3 separate regions of the Sus scrofa genome follow, and all the other regions are linked to region 3. Evidence: chromatin contacts called from public Hi-C data. All regions are on one chromosome and are shown on one strand. Each heading gives the region's core, a stretch centred on a gene start, on an enhancer-like site or on the middle of the called end of the contact. The rest is flanking DNA. Distances are from core to core; before and after follow the strand shown.

What was found. A called contact is a pair of places that touch in the nucleus more often than the background predicts.
Region 1: a Hi-C map of skeletal muscle shows a contact between it and region 3, with 5 times the contacts expected there. The contact joins the promoter of LOC106504178 here to the promoter of LOC100514469 in region 3. A contact is called at or near these places in 2 of 47 Hi-C or Micro-C datasets (heart right ventricle and skeletal muscle).
Region 2: a Hi-C map of skeletal muscle shows a contact between it and region 3, with 4 times the contacts expected there. The contact joins the promoter of LOC100513362 here to the promoter of LOC100514469 in region 3. A contact is called at or near these places in 3 of 47 Hi-C or Micro-C datasets (heart right ventricle, liver and skeletal muscle).

The regions. Positions count from the first base shown.
Region 1 is chr6:62,588,110-62,591,619 of Sscrofa11.1, reverse strand. It overlaps LOC106504178 (zinc finger protein 333-like), which reads right to left and starts at 1,457. Exons shown (of 5, transcript XR_002345387.1): 1 at 841-1,457.
Region 2 is chr6:62,229,550-62,232,985 of Sscrofa11.1, reverse strand. LOC100513362 (zinc finger protein 211-like) reads left to right here and starts at 2,010. Exons shown (of 3, transcript XM_005664913.3): 1 at 2,010-2,285. The coding sequence starts at 2,253.
Region 3 is chr6:62,454,836-62,458,509 of Sscrofa11.1, reverse strand. LOC100514469 (zinc finger protein 850-like) reads left to right here and starts at 1,953. Exons shown (of 2, transcript XM_005664917.3): 1 at 1,953-2,178.

The DNA.
Region 1 (3,510 bases), core at 208-2,707, 130 kb before region 3:
TGTGACGCACCATCTGCCCCCTCAACAGTCGCAACCCTGCTCTCTCTACTCACCCTTCCTTAAAACCCCAGCCCTTAGGGTCTCCCTGCCAGGCACAAGGACTCTCACAGATGACTGCATTTACCCCAGTCCTTACCCACCAGCAAGACCAAAACACAAGAAATGGAACTCAGGAGGTCCTGTCGTGGCTCAGCAGTGACAATTCCCACTAGGTTCCATGAGTATGTGAGTTTGACCCCAGGCCCTGCTCAGTGGGTTAAGGATCTGGCATTGCCATGAACTGTGGTGTAGGTTGCAGATGCAGCTTGGATCCAGCATTGCTGTGGCTGTGATGCAGGCTGGCAGCTGCAGGTCCGATTGGACCCCTAGCCTGGAAATCTCCATAGGCCCGGGTGCAGCCCTAAAAAAGCAAAAAAAAAAAAAAAAAAAAAAAAAAAAAAAAAAATCACAACATTTTGCTTAAATATGCCTTTCCCACAAGTATTGTTATTCTAGTAAGAATCAAGATGCGATAACCCTGAAGACCACCATCAGGATCACACCGAGATCGCCTAAGATCCCCCCAGAAAGGAAGAATGCACGTTTGCCCCAACCCTGATTCTTGTCTGAAATCCTCTTTTTCTCCTTTTAGACTATAAAACTCCCTGCAATTCTTCTCCAAAGGACAGCGCAGTGTTTATGGCACTAGCCTGCGGTGGCCTCCTTTGCCAAAAAACTGGATCCCTTCCTATTCGGAGCTGGTGGGCAGAGGTCAAATTTCGGCAACGAGCAGACGCTGGGCACTCGGGGCCTTAGCATCTGTTGCAGCGAGAGTGGTGACGGCCTGGAAGACGTGTTTACCTTGTGCCGGTACCTCGGTGAAGCTGCTGCCTCTGAGTCTGTTGTGGGAGCAGCAGCGGAGGAGCAGAGCTAGAGCAGGACCGCCCTATCCAAGGTCAGGAGTGGGGCATCCCTACTTCACCTCTGTACCGAGGGACAGCGCCTCCTCTCAGACCTTTCGGGTCCCTGCGCTCGGATCCCGACACGAAGCTCTGCAGTCAGACCAGACCCCGAGCCCCAGAGACGGCTCACGGAGCAGCAGGCCGGAAGTTCCCGCCCCGCTACCCGGAATCCGCCCAGAAACGCCTCACCCTGAGCTTTCATTGACTCAACTCGGCGCAGGGTCTTCTGGACAATGTAGTTCTCAGGGCTCCAAAGATGGTTTATGAGTGTTGTTCTTGACCAACCGGAAACTCTTCCACCCGGCTCAAGAAGGGATGCTGGAAAGTGGTCATCCTGACTCCAGAAAGGCCGGGCTTTGCTAATCGGGAGGGGCAGCAGAAAGACCTAATTTCAGGCCTAGTGAATCTCATATGCTAGAGAATAAAAATATTTAAGGAGTTCCTTGCTGGTTAAAATACCTGGTATCGTCACTACTTTGGGTCAGGTTTGATCCCTGGCTCGGGAACTTGCAAATGTCACTGACACAGACCAAAAAAAAAAAAAAAAAAAAAGAAAGAAAGAAAAGAATTATAGACATTATTGTGATCACTATTTATAGGAACCGTGGGATGTGATTAAAAAAACCCTCTTTTAAGGGTTTTTTTTAGTATTATATGGTTTTTCCAATTTTCCGTTTTGTGCTGTTACTATGACCCACAAACCAGTCCTTTTGTTGGCTGGAATTTTTTTTCCTCCTGCTTTATGACCAAGGAGTGTCTTTCTAAGAATCTGGTAGCCACCTCTTTAAAGTGGAAACATCAGGAGTTCCCATCGTGGCGCAGTGGTTAAGGAATCCGACTAGGAACCATGAAGTTGCGGGTTCGGTCCCTGCCCTTGCTCAGTGGGTTAACGATCCGGCGTTGCTGTGAGCTGTGGTGTAGGTTGCAGAGGCGGCTCGGATCCCGCGTTGCTGTGGCTCTGGCGTAGGCCGGTGGCTACAGCTCCGATTCAACCCCTAGCCTGGGAACCTCCATATGCCGCGGGAGCGGCCCAAGAAATAGCAACAACAACAACAACAAAATAAAAAATAAATAAATAAATAAATAAATAAATAAAGTGGAAACATCAGGTAGCCTTGTTGTTGTTCCATTTTTGGCCACCCCTCCACATATAGAGCTCCTGAGCCAGGGATCAGAACCAAGGCTCATTCGCTACCTAACCCACCCCATTGCAGCGGCAATACTCACTGTGCCAGGCTGGGGAGTGAAGCTGCATCTAGCACTCCCAAGACACCAATTCCCTTGCACCACAGCAGGAACTCCTGGTAGCCATTTTTTGAAGTGCAAATGTCAAGGGAGAGAGTTCTCCTAACTTGTATTTCTTTTTCTTTTTTTTTTTTTTTTTTTTTTGTCTTTTTGCCATATCTTGGGCCACTCCAGCGGCATATGGAGGTTTCCAGGCTAGGGGTCTAATTGGAGCTGTAGCCACCGGCCTACGCCAGAGCCACAGCAACACACGATCCGAGCCGTTTCTGTGACCTACACCACAGCTCAAGGCAACACCGGATCGTTAACCCACTGAGCAAGGGCAGGGATCGAACCCGCAACTTCATGGTTCCTAGTCGGATTCGTTAACCACTGTGCCACGACGGGAACTCCTAACTTGTATTTCTTTAGGAGCCTAACCTCAGCGCTCAAATTGTTACAATTTGGAAAACTACCACCAGTCAAAGAGATGCTTGACTTTCTTCTGGATAAAGTAAAAAACCTAACAATCACCTCAATTACTGTTCTGTCAAGTCCATTTATTTGAGGACTAGTTACTGGTTACTGTTTATCTTGAATATAAGTATGTTATGGTATCTGCTTGACTATATAAACGGGTGTGACTTCTTCTAGTCTTTGTAATTTCTTAGTTCACCTGTGACAAGCATCAAACTATGGCTTAATGATGACTTAACAAGAAAATTGTTTTGGCGTTCCCTTGTGGCTCAGCAAGTCAATGATCTGGCATTGTGATTGCTGTGGCTTGAGCTCAATTGCTTTAGCATGCCACATGTGCAGCCAAAAAAAAAAAAAAAAGACATTTTATGTGCATGCAGTTGAAGTCAATTATACTGATATAAAACATTTAAAAATTAACAAAAACTTCTAACCATTTTACTTTTTATTATTTTCTATGTTCTAGACATTATTTGCAGCTACTGTATGACTATGCCACAAATTTAGAATACAATTGTGCACTACTGACACCTATTCCCAACTCCATGTTCAGTAACACCATGTTGCTGATTAAAAATTGGCCACAGTGGGAGTGTTTACACCAGGGAAATTAGAACACAATACAAATCATGGTATTGTTGCATATGTAGACTTAAACTGATCAAGAATATATTAATAATGCAGATTAAAATATATGCTATATGTAGACACTGCATTATGTACAGCTCAAAAGACATTCAGGAAATATTTCTGAATATTTAAAACAAGATAGAGGCAGCAGGTTGAGGATCCAGCATTATCTCTGCACTTACTCAAGTTGCTGCTGTGACATGGATTTGATCCCTTGCCTGGGAAAGTCCACATGCTG
Region 2 (3,436 bases), core at 761-3,260, 230 kb after region 3:
CAGCATATGGAGGTTCCCAGGTTAGGGGTAGGATCAAAGCTACACCTGCTGGCCTACGCCATAGCCACAGCAATGCCAGATCCGAGCCTCATCTGTGACCTACACCACAGCTCATGGCAATGCCAGATCCTTAGCCTTAGCCTACTCAATCAAGGCCAGGGATTGAACTTGCAACCTCATGGTTTCTAGTCGGATTCATTTCCACTGTGCCACAACGGGAACTCCCGTGCAAGATATATTAAGTGAGGAATGCAAACTACAGATCTGTATAAAAGTATTACTTTATTTTTACCAAATAAAGAACAAATACATGAGAATATATATGGCCCTGCAGCCACACACCGAGGACTTTATCCATGTGCAGAGAGTTGCAGAAAGTTAAAAACATACCATGCTGCACTTTGTTTTTCTCCATGAAACTTTTCACTTTCTTCTTCATAAGTCTGTATACTGAAGTATACGTTTATTGACAATAGTCATTTTGATATTTTATTCATTTTAAGTTGACGTTCCATGGTGGCACCATGGGTTAAGGATCCAACATTGTCACTGCTGTAGCTTGGGTCCCTGCTGTGAGGCACGTTTGATCCTTGGCCTGGGAACTTCTTAATGCTGCAGGTATGGCCAAAACAAAACAAAACAAAAACAGTGTATATTGAAGAAAAACATACAGCTATAAAAGTTTCATATTCTATGGACAAAAATTTTTCTGTTTCAGGCTTCACCCTACAGGCTTGTAAGTCTTGTAATTGCTCAGCCTCAAGACCAAAGAAAGAGCCCAGAGACAAGGACAGAGATATGAGTGATTTAATGGATGGGGAATCCTCCTTATCAACGTCCTGGAGAGACACCATACCAAGATCTGCAGACAGCAGGCAGGGTGTGGCAGCAGTCTTTCCCACCGGGAGGAGCAGCTTTAGAGGGAATCGAAGTCAGGTTTATTCATCAGTTATCAAGGAAAGCAGCAAATGAGCATGCCACTCACAGCCTTTTTGATCAACTATCAATGTGAAGTCCTTATGATCTAAAGATGAGAACAATCATTAGCTGTGGCCAGGGCAATGACCTGTGCATTGACTGATTAGGCCTTATGATTAAGAGGGAAGTTCAGCCATGTGAGTAGGGTATCAGTGAATCAGACTAGCACAGCAGGGGATGTGTAAAAGAGCACGAGAAGAGCCATCTTGGGTGGCCCTATCATCCATCAATGTTTCCCACTGAATTGGGCACACTCACTGACTATGCGGTCAGGAGAGCCTTTTTTAGGGGACCAGAAGCGGCTCTCTCCCTCGTGTCCAGCTGCTTCAGCCCTGCTCAAATTTTTTTTTTTTTTTCCCGTATTCCCAGTCAGTGCCCTGTCTGACTTTTTTCTTGTTCTTGACCAAAGCTTAAGAAATGACTTTAATACTTCAGGCTGCCTTTGCTTCCAGCGACTAGTAGAATCAATATTGTTTGGCTTCAAGGAGACGGAGATCATGTCCAAACACTCAGTGGTCAGTAGCATTAAAAACTCTTAAATACTCTTAAGTTCCCCCTCCCCTCCCCAGGTATCCTTGCCCCTTAAGAAGTATGTTGGAGTTCCCTGGTGGCCTGGCCGTTAAGGATTCTGCCTTGTTACTGCTGCTTCTCGGGTGAAATCCCTAGCAAAGAAACTACCCCATGGCTCAGGCCCGACCAAAACCAAACACACACCTATGCAGCCCCACCCGCCCTAGAGGCTTGGTTTTTTTCCCCGGATTGTTTGTTCGTTTGTTTGTTTTTTGGCCGAGTCCGGGGCCTGCGGAAGTTCACAGGCCAGGATCAATTCTAGGCCACAGCAGCGATGACGCCGGATCCCTAACCCCTAGGGAGTCAGGGAACTCGGTTTTTTTCCCTGCGATCACGGCTTGGGGCGCCCTTCGTGAGTCGTTTGCACTACATTACCCAGAAGAACACGCGCTGAGGCGCAGCGCGCTTCATCCAATGAAAATTCAGAAAGGGGGCATTTCCGGAAGGGAGAACATCCTGGAGAGGGACTTCCGGCGACTTCGTGGCGGACATTTTATTGCTGCGGGGCCCTGGAGGTGGTCAGGAGCTCCGGTGTCCAGTGCTGGGAGCGAGCTGACGGGCCGAGGAGGCGCCGGAGGAGGCCGTGTGCGCGCTGCCCAGGGGCGGGCCTGAGGGGCGGGGACACCGCCGCCTGCGGGGAGTCTCGGTGCCGAGTCCCACCCGGTCGCTGGGCTGTGGCCGCTCCGCTCCGCCCAGAGGCTCCGATGGCGGCGGCCGCGCTGAGGGACCCGGCCGAGGTAAACGCTGCGGGCCTCGGGCGGTGCCCTGCCCGTTTCCCCACCCGAGTAGGAGGGGCCCGAGGGAGCGGCCCCTGTTGCGGTCGGCTTAGTCCAGGACAGGGAGGCCTTCAGGGGTGGTGTCCCTATGTCTTTTGTTGTTGTTGGCCGCATGCGGACGTACCCGGGCCAGTGCTGGAACCCGCGGCAGAGCCGTTAAAACGCTGCATCCTCAAGTGCTAGCAGCTAAGGGAATTCCGTTGGCGTCGCTTTTCCGACCCCGGTGTAATGGGTTGTGGGTGAGGCTTGGAGATGCTGCTGAAGCAGGAATGTCGGGGGAACCCGGGGTCCATCCTGTTTGTGTGAGGAACAAAGGTTGAGGCCAGGCTGCCCCTGGAGTGGTAGACGAGTGGTTGTACCTTCTCAGGGCCCTGGGAGCGGTGGAGAATCGTGAGCAAAGGAAGGACACGGTCTCAGTTAAAAATACTCAGAAGCCTTTTCAGTGGAAGACGAGACAGTAGGAAGCAATGAGGACATTGAGGCAGAGGGAAGTTGTGGCTTTTCCAGGGTCACAACTAGTAAGAGGTGGCCCTGGGAATGGAGGAGCTGAGGTTAGCCGGTCAGCTGGAGGTTACCTGGCTCTGCTACTGGGCACGGGGCAGAGAAGGCCTGCACCCCTGGAGCACGGCCATGGTCACTTTCATTCCTGACCTGCCTTTTCCCACAGGTGCCCAGGGCTGCAGGAGCACATTGGGTAGGTGGAGGTTGTCCCAGTCCCTCGCTGGTCCTGAGCCCCACGCACACATTCTCTGAATTTTTTTTTCAGATGTTTATTTTTTTCATTATAGTTTCTTTACAGTGTTCTGCCAATTTCTACTGTACAGCGAAGTGACCCAGTCATTCATATATACACACACACCTACATACCCAAATTCTTTTTCTCACGTTATCCTCCACCATGTTCTATCACAAGTGGCTGGATTTAGTTCTCTGTGCTATACAGCGGGATCCCATTGCCATTCTCTGTATTTGATGTGTGTTGGGTACCTTCCCCTGCCATTCGCCCAGCCCTTTGGTTTGGGGACCTTGGAGAACCCCACATTCAGAGTCTTAAGAGCAGGCCAGGTTCTATGGAGGGGATTCCCATGTCCCACCACCAGTGGGAGAAGGTA
Region 3 (3,674 bases), core at 704-3,203:
TTCCCCACAGCAATGACCCCAGCCACCTTAGTGACAACACAGGGTCCTTAATCTGCTGCACCACAAGGGAACTCCTATGGAACTTTTTTTTTTTTTTTGTCTTTTTGTCTTTTTGCTATTTCTTTGGGCCGCTGCCGCAGCATATGGAGGTTCCGAGGCTAGGAGTCGAATTGGAGCTGTAGCCGCCAGCCTACACCAGAGCCACAGCAACGCGGGATCCGAGTCGCGTCTGCAACCTACACTACAGCTCACGGCAACGCCGGATCCTTAACCCACTGAGCAAGGGCAGGGACCGAACCCGCAACCTCATGGTTCCTAGTTGGATTTGTTAACCACTGCGCCACAACGGGAACTCCGAGTTGTAAGTTTTATTTGGGGCAAAATAAGGAATATGGCCCAGGAGGCATCATTTCATAAAGCTCTGAAAAACCTCTCCACTGAGGTGGGTGGGACTGTTAGTATGTATGTGATTTTGCTGAAGCGGGGGAGGTACTTGCAATCAGGATCTTTTTGAGCTCTAGCCATCTTTCTGTGCATATGCAGTTAGTGAGGTGTCCTTGCTCTCAGGAGTGACTGATACGATCATCTTATGTTTTTACTCCAGCAGAGCTCAGTGCGGCTATGAACTTTCTCCTTGGAGTGTCAAAGACAAGCTAATTTAGTAGGCCAATTTACTCAACCTAACAAGCACCCCCCCACACTTTTTTTTGCTTTTTAGGGCCTCACCCATGGCATATGGAATTTCCCAGGCCAGGGTTCGAATCGGAAATACAGCTGCTGGCCTACACCACAGCCACAGCAATGCTGGATCCTTAACCCACTGAGTGAGGCCAGGGCTTGAACCTGGACATTAGTCAGTTTTGTTTCTTTTTAATTTTTAAATTTTTAATTTTTATTTTTGGCTGGATCCAGGGCATGTGGAAGTTCCCAGGGCCAGGGATCAAACCTGAGCAGCTGGTAAGACCCGCACCAGAATTGTGGCAACACAGGATCTTTAACCAGCCAGCCAGGAGGGAACTTCCAATAATATTTTTATCCTCTGGGAAGTGACTGAGCTTCACGAATTCTGAAATTATGTCTCTTTGTTGCACTTAACAAGAGACAGATCCTCTCCCTTGTTTGAAATGGGATGGTTGCATTCTAATTCTTACATCCTTACAGGTGCCACATGGAAAAATTTCTGGTGGGTTAAGGACTCCTGAGAGTTCCTGCTGTGAGTTAGTGGGTATAAGAATCTGACTGCAGCAGCCCAGGTCTGCAGAGCCATGGTTTAGATCCCCCAGCCAGGCACAGAGGATTAAAAGATCTGGTGTTGCTGCAGCTGCAGCATAGGTTGCAACTTTGGCTTAGATTCAATCCTTGGCCTGGGACTTTCCACATGCCTCCACTGTGGCAGTAAAAATTAAAAAAAAAAAAGGCGCAGGGCACAGTGGAAACGAATCCAACTAGGAACCATGAGGTTGCAGGTTCGATCCCTGCCCTCGCTCAGTGGGTTAAGGATCCGTCGTTGCTGTGAGCTGTGGTGTAGATCGGATCTGGCCTGCTGTGGCTCTATCTTAGGCCTGCAGCTGTAGCTTCGATTAGACCCCTAGCCTGGGAACCTCCACATGCCGCCGCGGGTGCGGCCCTAAAAAGACAAAAGACCAAAAAAAAAAAAAAAAAAAAAAAAAAGAGAGAGAGAGAGAGAGCGCACCCCGAGTTCTCTTGCGGCGCAGTGGATCCAGCGTTGTCACTCTGTGGTTCAGTCGCTACGTGGACGTGTTTCCGATCCCTAGCCGGGGAACTTCCGCTTGCCTTGGGTGCCGCCACAAAAAGAAATAAACGAACACCTCTTGTGGGGAACCGCCAGAGCCAGGAGAACTACATTACCCAGAAGGACCTACGCTTGGGGGAGCCAATGAAAGGTTAGGGTAAGGCATTTCCGGGCAGATTCCTCGCATAGGGGCGGGACTTCCTGCCCCATCTGCTCAAGCCGCCATTCCAACTACTCTGGGTATGTTCTGGCTCCGCTGCGGTAGCGGAACGGAGGTGTCTTGACGGAGAAGGTTCAGGAGGAGGCGCTGTCCCCGAGGCCCCGCGACCCCGCCGGGGTGCCCGCGTCCGCCTCCTCGCCCGCCGCTACTGGCCTGTGTCACCCACAAGGGTCCGATGGCAGCGGTGCTGAAGGACCCGTCTCAGGTAAACGCTCGTCCTCAGGCCCTCCCCGCCCTCCCCTACCAGACACTAAAGGCTGAGTGCGGGGCGCCTGCTCCCGTGCTTGCGGCCCAGGCCCCGGTGTCCAGAACCGCGAGGCGGTCTTGGGTGCCGCCCGGTTTCTGAAGGCGGTGTGATGGCGCGTGGGAGAGGCTGCAGGGGAAGGGGCTGGTCGGTGTAAAGGCTTGGAGGTGCGACTGGGACGGGAGGATCCGGGAAACCTGGGGTCCATCTGATGTCTGCAGGAAACAGAGTGAGGAGGAGTGGCTGTTTATTTTTCTGAGGGACTTGGAGGCCTTGAAGGTTAGTGTCAGAAGAAGGACACGTTACATGTTAGGGTTTTAAAAGTTACCAAAATGCTGCTGGGAAACGGAGCGGCCTGGAGGGTGCGTATTAGGCACAGTGAGGCACAGAGAGCTGGAGTCCTTATTCAAAGTCAGAGATCTGATAAGAGGCAGCTCTGAAGAGATTAGTCAGTTAAACCGTGGTCACCAGGTTTCAGGGGTGGATGGGATTACACGGAAGTCCTGCACCCAAGGAGCCCAGCCATGGTTGCCTTCCCCTTCCCACAGGTTCTGACGGTTGAAAAAGCACTTAGGGATCTTAAAAAAGGCAGGAGAGGGTGACCCAGTGCCTCACTGAGTATTATGGTGTCTTGAGACCCTTCCTTTGATACAGTCTTAGCTCTTGGATATGGGGGCCCTGAGGGTATCCTCAAGCTCTGAGTGCAGGACAAGGGTAAGTAGAGGTGTTCCCATTCCCGACAACCAGTATCAACCGACATAGCAGGTTGTCTCAGGAACTGATCCAGCGTACACATGCTTGGAGGTGTGGCTGAACTGGAAACATGGTACAGCAGGTGGCTTTTAATAACAAAAAGCAGGAGAGAGTTTCTGTTGGCTTAATGGGTTAAGAATCCAACTAGTGGAGTTCCCATCGTGGTGCAGTGGTTAATGAATCTGACTAGGAACCATGAGGTTGCAGGTTCCATCCCTGGCCTTGCTCAGGGGGTTAAGGATCCGGCGTTGCCATGAGCTGTGGTGTAGGTCACAGACAGGCTTGGATCCCACGTTGCTGTGGCTGTGGCATAGGCCGGTGGCTATAGCTCCAATTAGACAACTAGCCTGAACCTCTATATGCCGTGGGAGCGGCCCTAAAAAGACCAAAAAAAAAAAAAAAAAAAAAGAAGAAGACGTTCTCTTCATGTCTCAGTGGTTAAGGAACCCGGCTAGGATCCATGAGGATGTGGGTTCGATCCCTGGCCTTTCTCAGTGGGTTAAGGATCCAGCATTACCATGAGCTGTGGTATAGGTTGCAGATGTGGCTTGGATCTGGTGTTGCTGTGGCTGTGGCCTAGGCCGGTAGCTGTAGCTCCCAGTGGGACTCTAGCCTGGGAACTTCTTTGTGCCACAGATGGGCCCTATAATGCAAAAAAAGAAAAAGAAAAAGAAAGAAAGAAGAAATGGGGCCAGGAGCCCAAG